Regions from separate parts of the Mus musculus genome. Here all the other regions are linked to region 1. A link is a contact called in public Hi-C, HiChIP or PLAC-seq and promoter capture Hi-C data. All regions are on one chromosome and are shown on one strand. The core of a region is the stretch at or near the end of the contact, and the rest is flanking DNA. Distances in the headings are between cores, read along the strand shown.

Evidence for each region. Promoter capture Hi-C pulls out the DNA fragments that hold promoters and counts their contacts. Hi-C and Micro-C count contacts between places; a contact is called where the count stands out from the background. HiChIP or PLAC-seq counts read pairs in DNA pulled down with a chosen protein or histone mark.
Region 2: a promoter capture Hi-C map of hippocampal neurons shows a contact between it and region 1, with 5 times the contacts expected there. The contact joins the enhancer-like site here to the promoter of Zeb2 in region 1. A contact is called at or near these places in 7 of 39 promoter capture datasets (the 3T3-L1 cell line, the C10 cell line, cancer-associated fibroblasts and 3 more), 1 of 15 datasets of contacts at CTCF or cohesin (the NIH/3T3 cell line), 14 of 484 Hi-C or Micro-C datasets (the C2C12 cell line, adipose-derived mesenchymal stem cells, bone marrow-derived macrophages and 5 more), 15 of 115 datasets of contacts at active chromatin or transcription factors (the NIH/3T3 cell line, bone marrow-derived dendritic cells, bone marrow-derived macrophages and 11 more) and 2 of 9 other capture datasets (adipose tissue and liver).
Region 3: a Hi-C map of the N1E-115 cell line shows a contact between it and region 1, with 9 times the contacts expected there. The contact joins the enhancer-like site here to the promoter of Zeb2 in region 1. A contact is called at or near these places in 9 of 39 promoter capture datasets (the 3T3-L1 cell line, 3T3-L1-derived adipocytes, the C10 cell line and 5 more), 1 of 15 datasets of contacts at CTCF or cohesin (large pre-B cells), 1 of 484 Hi-C or Micro-C datasets (the N1E-115 cell line), 5 of 115 datasets of contacts at active chromatin or transcription factors (bone marrow-derived dendritic cells, embryonic forebrain, fibro-adipogenic progenitors and 2 more) and 1 of 9 other capture datasets (adipose tissue).
Region 4: a contact with region 1 is called in an H3K4me3 HiChIP or PLAC-seq map of bone marrow-derived macrophages, with 6 times the contacts expected there. The contact joins the enhancer-like site here to the promoter of Zeb2 in region 1. A contact is called at or near these places in 8 of 39 promoter capture datasets (the C10 cell line, the HPC-7 cell line, cancer-associated fibroblasts and 4 more), 3 of 484 Hi-C or Micro-C datasets (the N1E-115 cell line, cerebral cortex and forebrain), 6 of 115 datasets of contacts at active chromatin or transcription factors (the NIH/3T3 cell line, bone marrow-derived macrophages, embryonic forebrain and 2 more) and 2 of 9 other capture datasets (liver and pancreatic islet).

Annotation. Positions count from the first base shown.
Region 1 is chr2:45,111,829-45,114,528 of GRCm38.p6, forward strand. Zeb2 (zinc finger E-box binding homeobox 2) reads right to left here and starts at 1,451. Exons shown (of 10, transcript NM_015753.4): 1 at 995-1,451. Zeb2os (zinc finger E-box binding homeobox 2, opposite strand) reads left to right here. Exons shown (of 3, transcript NR_110572.1): 2 at 1,015-1,165; 3 at 1,271-2,259.
Region 2 is chr2:45,649,072-45,651,771 of GRCm38.p6, forward strand. No RefSeq gene overlaps it. Among named protein-coding and RNA genes, the nearest start is that of 1700019E08Rik, 46 kb to the right of the region's middle. Within about 2 kb of position 1,425, at least 3 of the 459 cell types and tissues checked have an H3K27ac peak or open chromatin away from gene starts, as enhancers often do. A contact at or near this core is called in hippocampal neurons and ventral hippocampal neurons, where this site is marked.
Region 3 is chr2:45,816,783-45,819,482 of GRCm38.p6, forward strand. No RefSeq gene overlaps it. Among named protein-coding and RNA genes, the nearest start is that of 1700019E08Rik, 120 kb to the left of the region's middle. Within about 2 kb of position 1,374, at least 9 of the 459 cell types and tissues checked have an H3K27ac peak or open chromatin away from gene starts, as enhancers often do. A contact at or near this core is called in the N1E-115 cell line and fibro-adipogenic progenitors, where this site is marked.
Region 4 is chr2:45,628,965-45,631,783 of GRCm38.p6, forward strand. No RefSeq gene overlaps it. Among named protein-coding and RNA genes, the nearest start is that of Gm30848, 58 kb to the left of the region's middle. Within about 2 kb of position 1,332, at least 6 of the 459 cell types and tissues checked have an H3K27ac peak or open chromatin away from gene starts, as enhancers often do. A contact at or near this core is called in the N1E-115 cell line and bone marrow-derived macrophages, where this site is marked.

The sequences.
Region 1 (2,700 bases), core at 201-2,700:
TCCCAAAGTCTGGAATGGTGTGGTGTGGTGTGGTGTGGTGTGGTGTGGTGTGGTGTGGTGTGTGTGTGTGTGTGTGTGTGTGTGTGTGTGTGTGAGAGAGAGAGAGAGAGAGAGAGAGAGAGAGAGAGAGAGAGAGAGAGAGAGGAGTTCCATGAAAAATCGATGTGTATATTACTTGGTCATTTAAAATAAAATATCAAAAGTTACCCTAATTTTAACCCTATTATCCTGACAGCAGTTTTCTTCCCAGCTGTTGCGACCCCCCCTCTCCCATACACTTTGGTAAACGACTCAAGTTCCAAGAGAACTTTCACTTCTTTATTTATAATCACAGAAGTGAGGTGTTACTTCACACACACACACACACACACACACACACAAAGAATGAAATAAAGAAATGAAACTCGCTAGGCAGACAAAAACAGTCAAGTTTCTGCTTAGAAAACAGCCTTCTCCGGTGGGAAAGGTTAGACTAGTCTGCCAGATCTAAGAGAAGGACTTGCTCCCGAATTTGGTAGGTCTTTCTCGAATAAGTTTTATAATTATTAACAGGTATTTGCCAAGTTTTAATTGCTTGATATAATGAATTGAAAGTCGGTGTGAGAACAAAGCAGTAGAAACTCTCCACTTGATGAGTTTTTTACCCCAGCCATTCAGTTCTCAACAAAACTTTTCCTAGACTATGTAGCAAAAAACACCTTTGGTTACCTGAATGGACAGGTACAGGGCGAATTACTGGGGGAAGGGGAAAAAGGGAGAGGAAAGGAAAGAGAGAGTAAGGGAAGGCATGAGAAAGCAAAGAAGCCACTCTTGGGAAAAGAAAGCCTGCCACCAAAGAGCTAAAACCACCTGAAATTCCTGTCCAGAGACACCCGGCTCACTTCAGACTAACATTCCCACTCAAAATGAGAAAATTAGAGAGGGAGGGTGGGGGGCAAGAGCACCAAAAAAGGATAAAAAGAGGAGGAAAAGAAGGGGGGGGTGGGAAACCTACCTGTGAAGTCTTGTTTGTAGTTTTGGCCAGAAATGGTGAGAAGAAAAAGCATGAAGAAGCCGCGAAGTGTGGGGGAGAAAAAGGTGGAGGCGAAGAAACAGCTCCCGGAGCAAACTGAACAAAACCTCGCCAAGAGTGTCTGGAGGCAGGACCGTTATTCCTGCCGAGCAGGTTAGAACTGATCTCTTTTCGGCCACTCCAGGAAACACAAACCTGGGGACGGACTGACGTGTTACGCCTCTTCTAATGACATTTTTTTCTTTTTCTTTTCTGTAGGGGAGAGAAGAGAGACCCTGAAACACGCGCCACCTATCTTTGTGGGGAGGGATAATTGAAGCGCCCTGAGCGTGAGCATCATGTGAAAACGTGATCGCCAAGTTTCTCTCTGGGAAAGGATCTGGGATAGATTATACCTTGAAGTCTCCGCAAACGCTTTAGTGGAAGAAATGAAATTCCACCTCCCTCCCTTCCTCTCTCCCTCCCTCCCTTCTCCACGCCCCCCCCCCCCCCCCCCCCCCCCGTCAAGCAAGCCTTTGGCATCATTATCCTCATCACTAAATCCTGCAGAGTACTGGGCGGAAAACGGTGCACACCATTCACAGAACTGGAGAACTCCAAGGGGCGAAAGTTAAAGGGAAAGCTCTCGGGTCTTCCATGCAGATCTCTTGTCTTATACAGATATCTCTGGTGACTAGGTTTGAGGTGCACGTCAAGTTGTATGGATACCTCAAGCACCGTTTTTGGAACTAAATTCTTGCCCTTTCTCTTATTACATTTTTTTTTTTAAAGATGCCAGAGCTAGGGGAGGGAAATGCTACTTGTACACTGCATCTTAGGATCTCAGTGTGCAGTGTATGTGTGTATGTGTGTGTGTGTGTGGGGGGGAGATTTTCTGGATTGGATCCCTATATTAAAAGTTTGGCATTTTAATAAAGGGTCTCTAGGTTAACATAGAGCTGTACTATGCTGGCCAATCTCTGGACCCCTCTACACCTCATGCAGACCACATTACAAAGTGAGGGGACAGGGGCAGGAGGAAGAAGGAGAAAGGTCAGAGGAACTTAGGACGAAAGAAAGAAGAGGGTGACACTAAACTGTGTGGGGTCTAAGTTTTGAAGTGCATATTTTTGATATTGCAATTAAACTAAAATTAAAAAGAAAAGACTCCACCTTTGCTCTGAAGGGATTGGTTATGCAAATATGGAAGGGATTTCCTGGAGAATACAGCTTTCTACTGTATGGTTAATTAAATAATCACTCAAAAAGCTTCCAACGTGACGCTTCTGTCGTAATCCAATCAGGTTACATAGGTCCTAAACAAGAAAGATATTTTCCACATCTGGAAGTCAGCAATTTAGCAAGTACTGCACATTATTAACCAATTCAGAGCCCACTTCCCAGGGGATTTTTTTTTGAAGTTTAAGTGTTCTTAACCAATGCTCTGCTGTTTTGTTAATCAAAAAGCTGGTTTACACTGCACATAATTGGAACTAATATAGAAGTAAATAAAGACAGCCAAATTTGAGGATGCTCTGTATTTATAGGAAAAGGAAGAAACTGTTTTGCCTCAACAGTTAAGGCTTAATTTCTTAAAATACTAGGAGACCCCCCCCCATTATTTTAAATAGTGAAAGTATTTAAGAACCCGAGAGCACAGAGAGATGCCCAGTCTCACAGCCTATAGACTCCAGTATAAAGGAAAAGGT
Region 2 (2,700 bases), core at 175-2,674, 540 kb after region 1:
AAGAAAACATTTAATTGGTGGCTGGCTGACAGTTTTGGGGATTTAGTCTATTACCATTATTGTAGGAAGCATGACAGTGTCTTGGCAACATTATAAAAGTATTCTCTGAAACTTCTTGAGCAAAGCCTCATAGTTCAATTAATCCCCAGCACCACTGTCTTCTATGATTCTACTAGTATAAGGCCCATTAAGCCTCAATTAAAGCATTCCATAGTTTTTCTAAACCAAGTCACAAAATTTACATTTCTCCAAACAAAAGCATGATCAATTCTATCTTAGCAATATCCTAGCTTCTGTTTCCAACTTCTTAGGGTTTTATTGCTGTGAAGAGATACCATGACCAAGGAAACTCTTATAAAAGAAAACATTTAATTAGTGGCTGACTTACAGTTTTGGGGATTTAGTCTATTACCATTATTGTAGGAAGCATGGCAGTCTCTAGGCAGACATGGTGATGAAGATGGGGCTGAGTGTTCTAGATTTTGATCCACAAGTAACAAGTAGACTGGATATGTGCTACAGTGTGTTATTTGAATATTTAAGACCTCAAAGCCCACCTCCACAATGACACACTTCCTCTAACAAGGCCATACCTACTCCAAAATGGAGACACCTCCTAATTTTGCCACTCTCTATGGCCATGCCTTCAAACAATGAATCTATGGGGCAATACCTATTTAAAGCTCCACAGCCCCCTCCTAGGTTTCTGCATAGGTATTGGTGATTCAGAGACCATAGGCTTAATTTATCTTTTTCTTTATGGCATATGTTTGTTACTTAATGGCAAAGAGAATGCCTTTAAAAACTTGGGCCCATCCAGGTAATTATTCAAATTTACTAAGTGACTGAATATTCTCTTACATATGTACATTCCTTCCCCGAGTAGGGAAGTCACCTTGAAGGAAGAAGAATACAGGTTGATTGAAAACAGGTTAAAATTCCTAAACCAACAAATCTCCAAACATTTGGAAAGTAAAAGAAGGTGATATGCAATAAAATGCTGACATGTGTGAGAAAATGAAATTTTCAGAAGAGAAAGGATATTCCATGTCTCCAGTGGGTAAGACATCCATGCTGGATAATTTGGTCACTTCAGACAGCACCTATCATTTTCACTAATCTGTAGGCAGGTATTTCTTATAACAATGAATAGTGACTGATTTTCCTGCAGCAATTTTTTTTCTGTTGTAAAGATCCTTGCACGTGTGTTATTATTTAAAATTCCCCTTTTTCATCTTAAAAATAGTCATCTGTTTCTCCACTTTTAGTCCCCCTGGCTTGAGTGACATGTAGAAATGCTGCTCTTGCCCCAGAGAGGCTGTCCCAAATAGGAGCCCTCAGAAGGATTGGTGTCCACGGCACCAGAGCCACACTCCCCCACCCCCAGCAGCAGATGAAATATTTCAAAGGGGACATCTGCCACCACCACTGAGATTTTATGGAGTACCCACACATGTAGACTCACTAAAGTGGGCATGACAGCTGAAAAATATTAAAAGTGTGTGTGTTTTTAAAAACAACTTATGGTTAGGAATTAAGAAATGACTTTTAAATAAGAACAGAATTTATTTTTTTGCAAGTGTGTATTTTTTTTCTTTCTTTTTTTTTTTCATTTATTTTTCTATTGAGACCCCACACTTGCAAAGATCTTTTAGGTCATGTGTTTGCTTTATGAAACATTTGGCAAGTAATAGGTGCCATGGGAATACATCCACTCCATCTGGCAGCGGCAGCTCGTCCTCCACTCACGGTACCTGAATTGCCACCAGTCCTGATGCCTCACAAATGTTTTTGTTTTCTTTCTTTAATAAATTTTGGATGCAACAATTAGGTGGGGGAGCCTGGCCAAAGTTCTTCCTTAAGTCTTCTGAGGGAAATCTCAAGTAAGAAAGTAATGCACATTTGACAATTTGTTGTTTTCACACGTGAACTGCCCAGATTTTAATGAATACTTTTCTCAGGCTTAACATGCTCTTTCACAACTGAGGACAGTGAACTCATGTTGTTTGTGACCTGGTCTCTGTGTCCTACACTTTAGTAGAAAGTATCTTAAAGGTATTTAGTATTATTTAGATAATCAGAAATTACAGGTCATGTTGTCCTAACTTTCATGTTTCTCTGAAAAAACGGGACAAATATTGAAACTGGAAAAATAACTTAGCCGATTAGTTTGCTGTCAGAGTGTAATGGTTTCTTGATGCTGCTCTCTGTCAATTTTCAGTTGTCATCAGCTGAGGATATTTGTATCACTTCACAAGCAGCCCTGTGGAGTTTCACTAATTATATTGTTTTGCTTGATTTTACTTTATTTTATTTTATTTGTTTGATTTCAGGAAGAATGCCATGGAAGAAACCAGGCTTATAATCTCACAAATATAGCACCCCTGCTTGATATTTGGAGCTCTCTTCTTTAGTTTTGGCAAGAAATACTGTGGGAATAAGTGTCTATGCCAAGTATCAGTTATTTAAATATTTCATTACCTCACAAAATAAAGAAGAGTGAGAAAGAGAATCTCCCTAAGACATTCAGACAAAGACAAATCCCCAATCTTTGTGAAAGCTAAATTATTTTCTTTGCTTAGAACAGAACTACAAAGTTTAACAACCCTTTTGAGAAGTTCTGATGACCATAGTACTAAATTAATTCAAATGGTCATGCCTGAAGATAAGATTTCTAAGCAGAAAATGTTTGCCACCAAC
Region 3 (2,700 bases), core at 124-2,623, 700 kb after region 1:
TAAAAACTAAAGCAAATGTTTTCAAGAATAAAAGGCTCTTATTTTCACAGAGATGAACGTGGATGGTGGCTAAATGGGCCACAGGGAAAACATTCCGCCACAATGATACCAAATGAGACCTGGTTTAGTCCAAGACTCTGTGATATGCTACTGTGTACACATATTGATCCTCTTTCTGCAAGTGTATGGTGTTTCAGTTAGCTTTATTCTAGAAGGTAGTTTCTGCTTTTCACTAGTTCGAAGACAACCATTACTTATTTTTTCTTTCCCTTTCCTAGAAATTTGTGAATGAACAAATACACCATAAAGCTATTTCTATGCTACTGCCCCTTAGGATGCTTGTTAATGGGAAGCTCCACATTTTCCTAGTTCACTTGACTTTATCTGGAGTTTGGGGCACATTCCCCTTTACTCTCAGGCACTGTGTATTATATAATTTCTATTATTCCTGCCTTTTCACCTCATTCCTTTCCTCACCTTGCAAAATTGTTTTGTACTTTTGAAGGAGGCTTCCTTTTATTAATGAGGAATTAGCCCATGTTTACTTTTTCCCCCTTTGAGGTCAAATTGTATGCCACAGTAACGTATTGCTGAAAATATACAATCTGAAGTTGTTTTACAATCCAACATATTCTCTAAGACTGAAGATGACATCTGCTTCCAATTCACTAAATCTTTTTACTCAGTCTTATCATCTACCCAATAACAATAATCTGATTACTTCTTCAAGGATATATCCTAAGGTTTAAATGAAATATTAAAATACATCATGATAATTATACTTGGTTGGCATTAGCTATGTTCACTCAGTTTTGTAGACCCACTCAGTGCCTTTGCTTGCAGATAAGCTTCATACATGTTTTCAGGTTTGAGCTCATAGCAGAGGGCCTGAAAAATCCTTCTTCAATGTCTAATAAAAGGGAGTCCCAGGGAAGCAGAGAGGGCATGCACATAGCACTGATTCAAAAGGTACAAGAACCCATCTTGGTAGAAAAGAACAGGCTTTTACAGTTTGGAAAGCAAATTCTTACTAATATTGGCACATTATGTTTTCCTCTCCAACCCTATGCTGTCATAAACTTCTTGTCTACTACATTAGCATAATGTAAGATGTGATTGGGTAGAAAACATGAATGAAAGGGATAATAAAAATGTTTGCTTGAAACACTAGCTGAACTCATTTTGCTACCTCCACATTTTCACATAAAGGAAAAAATGGGTTAATAAACCAGATGCCATAGCCACAGTCACACATCATCTAAGTCAGGACTAAGTTCAAATGTTAGAACTGCTATCCTGGCTCTTCCTAAGCATCATTCTCTTCCCATGGGAGGGCGCCTTCCCTGAGTAACACATTATAAGTGATTTCTGGGCATGGAAGACAGAGATTACAGTTGCAGAAATTGGATCCTGGCTTCTTTCACTGCTTAAAGGAAGTGACTGGGCTGTTTGGATTGTCTCCTCTGTTTTTTGAAGCTTTACTATGAAACTTATCGACTTGAAACTTGTTCCAACGTCTCAAGTTCCTTGCCACAGATAGAGTTTTTATCTTAAAGGAATCTTTCATTTTCTTTGTCTGCGCAATGTTCCAGGGCCTGGATATCATCTAGTCTTTGGGTAACATCTTCCAGATTTGTTTTCAGCTGATTACATGTTGCTGAACAATCACGTTTTCTATCCTAAACAGCACAAACCCAAGTGTTGACAGTGTTGGCTCCTAGCCATGAGAAACGTGAGGACACGGCATGAGGCTTTGACAAGCATGCTTGATCTTAACTATTCTGAAAGAGCTACACACCCTGAAAGAGTGGAAATGGAAATCTCTTCAATGTTGAGACATGAACAAGGGTGTGGGGCCCAGTCTCTGTTGTGGCTGCTCCTGCCTTCTACTGTCCCCTCTTCGTGACAATGCAATCATTTCAGAATTCTCTGAACAATTTCTTACACTTTAATACACATAAGTGTTTCTATTGGAGCCAAGGACTGTATCCAAGAAGCCCCTCTGGGAATGAGAGTGGCAGCAAATACCCATGTTTTTTTTTAGGAGAACATTGCAGACTTAAGATATCAGAAAGAGTAGAAAAGTCTTGAATGGGGGTTCCTTTTTTTCTAGTTTTAGCTTCTCATTAAGCTTCTGTTTATTTGTTTGTTTGTTTGTTTTTGCCTAGTTTTTTTCCCTCATAGACTGCAGTAAGACTATGCCCTATATGCCTACACAATTGTAACAAGCCTTTAATTTGATTTTATTTCCAGTCCACCAAAAAGGGAGCATTGTTCTGAGCTAGAATGAAAGAAAGACAGACAAGTGTCTACAACCAAGGAGTCAGCTGAGGTTGGAGAGTCGAAACTAAAACAGTTGGTATGCACAGCAATTTCCTTAGCAGTACTCAACAACCATGCTCCTAGAAATTAAAACTTCAATGAACCCAGATATGCCTTGGGCAGAATCAACTCCTCTGCTCATGGTTCAACTGTAGAACTGATTCTGTTGGTAGGTCTGAAGAGTTCTGTACTATCATTAAAGTTCAGTCCTCAAATCACAAAATTAGATGTTAAACCATGGGCACAAGGAATGGATGAGTCTACCGGCATTTGTGGGGGTGCTGTGTTGTTTTTAAATTTAAGGAGAATTTACATTATATTTTAAGAATATTTTGCTTATTCTCTGCTAAACATAAAAAATAAAAATAAAGGAGTGTT
Region 4 (2,819 bases), core at 82-2,581, 520 kb after region 1:
TGCATGAGAAGGAAGTGGCTGGCACCTTGGTCCCCAGCTCCTTCCTGGATCTGTTTCACCCTTAGCATTGCAGCTGAAATGCCCATCACATTGACATTTTAAAAGAATATGTAAGCCAATTCACACAGCAATTATTATTATTAATTATTATTATTAGTTCTGCAGATCCTTTCTTACTGCTCTGTCATTTATTCATGTCTCCTTTTACAGTTATACATATGTAAGCATGCACAGGACAGGCTTTGCAAAAAAGCTATCATTCTGTCATACAGCTAGGTTATCTCTCCTATTGGTACAATCAAGTGATAGTTTGCTTCAATTTTATTTTATTTTTCAAAATGAGCAGAATAATTGATACATGTCCAACTATGATAGAGAATGTGAGGTTAAAGGCCACAGAAGGTTTAATCTTACTTTAAATCTCTAATTTTGAACAAAAAGAAATCCTTCAAGGCATATAAAGTAACTACAGCTCAAAATGCTTTTATGAAATTTGCAGTTGCATGGCTAATAAGATGACGGGAAATGGCAGACAGTTAGGCTAGATGTAAGTTGCTGTGTCATCTCATCAAAGAACTCTAAGTAGCCTCTTTGTCTCAAGATATCCACTAATTTTCATCTACATTTCAGCCACTTCATAATCTACTGATTACTGAATGAGCTATTATGTATATTCTGCTGTTTCGGAGCCTTAACAAGAAAATTGTCCTGAGCATACGGTACCTGGAAGAGGCTTGAATAATATAATGCCAAAGTATCCTGCTTCTATCTCAAGACATCTAGGATCTCAAACAGTCTGCAATTAAGGAGGAGGTGGGGGGAGTGGCTCTTGCCTTATGTAAAGAGGAGATACATAATTGAATTACACAGTGGGGGAAGGGGAGAAAGCCAAGATCAAAGCTCACATAACATCAGTTCCTGTTCTTGGCAACAACACCAACGATGAAAAGATTCTTTGTTCTTTTGCATATTATATCACCCTCCTTAAAATGAACAAGCTCTTCTAGAATTTGTCATCTATACAGAGACCCTGACTAGAATACTAAAGAGTAGTTTAACCAGGTTTAGTCTTAGGAGGTTTAGAAATCTCCTAACACTTCCTATGTAGGATTTTGTGTTGGAACATGAAAACCACTGACAGACTGAACACGGTTATTGGTGTCCAGCACAGAAACTGTGCAATTGGGAATTGCCCCGGGGGGCTATTTCCTGAGAAAACCTCACCTGGTGAGGTCAGAGCCTCTAAATTTGAAGAGCAAGGGGCATGGCTCATTACAGCATGCGCTGTGACTGAGCAAAGAGCCAATCACTCTTCAGAGAGGCCATTTCAAGGCTTGCCCACGTGCCCCCGGCATAAATACACAAGCAGGAGACCCTTTAGAAGGGGTTCAGACAAGTTATAGTAGGACCTGAACATGAGCCAGGCCAAACTGCTAGGCCCTGAATTAAAAGGAAACGGTTTATAGGCCACAGGGCCGCTTACCAATCCATCTTTTTCACTGGGGAGAAAAAAGAAATCCCCTTTGCTGAGGTGATGAAAACTTGTATTAAAAAGTGACACAGCAGGATAAAAAGGGCAAAGCCTATTGGTGGACTACTTTTAAAAAGCAGAAAAAAAGCAACACAGTTTAAAACGAAGTGGGAAAGGGAGGCAGGCAAGGACCATTATGGTATATCCCATGAGTAGTTCCAGATCAAAGCACAGTGACAGTAAAACACATTTAGAAAATCAAGAATTATACAATTGTTATATAAATCTCTGCCTTTATTACAGTCTCACATATGCATATATGCAGATCACAGTCTCATATTCGTTGGTGAATTCCTTAAACTGGTACAAGATCTGAGGTGTGTGCAATTCAAACAGACAATTAGGCTCACAGTTAAAGCTAGTTCTTACATCTTGGGGTAGGGTTAGGGTGAGGAAGTAGAGTGTAAATCAGGGTCTTGTAGCTCATACTGAGTCTCATGCCTCAACCTCCCTAGTACTGATTACAAGCATGCACCCCATGCCCAAATCAAGCATATGCTTTGTTAAACACAAGGAGGAGAAGCTACCGCCAAAGCTGAACTTTCTATTGTGGATATTAGTCTCTAACTGTTGCTTTGACTCTCCCATACACACAAGCCTAAAGGTAGTGAGACATATGTATATTCTTTGGTGCATCATATATACATATGATCATTGTCCACTGTAGGTGGGAGCCAGAATGCATGGCAGGTCACACACATTAAGTTAATATATTTGGGAAAAGTATCTTCAGGAGATATATCTTATTTTTCTTCGATAGCATTAAAGGATACAGGGCGGGAGGGGTGATTTTATATATGGTTCTAAGACTGGAAGGAATAATCTAGATACCACTCAAAAGACAGAATGAATTGCCAAAGTTTTGGCAATTTCTTCATGGTGAGCCTGTTTCTGTCAAATGCATCTTTTCTTCCCTATGTTCTTGATTAACTCCTTCCGATTCCATGACATATGGAGGCAGATGTAAACTATTCAGTCAGATGTGGTAATGGAAGTACAAATGTAAGGCAGACTCCAGAGAAATCCTGAGCATTTGGTCCAAGTTTGACTGGTCTCCATAGCTGTCTGACACTAGGGCCTTACTTTGACATGTCCAAACATATACTTCGAGTGCTAGCTCTCAGAGAAACCTAACTAAGACTAGGAATATATTAACAAGATTCTAAGTGTCCTTCATTGTTCTTTTACAAATTGAACAATTAAACTTCAAAAGGAGGAGTTGTTGACTACTTGGATCACAGATTAGTCACTCATTCTAATTGCCAGACTTGCTAGGGACATACAGTAA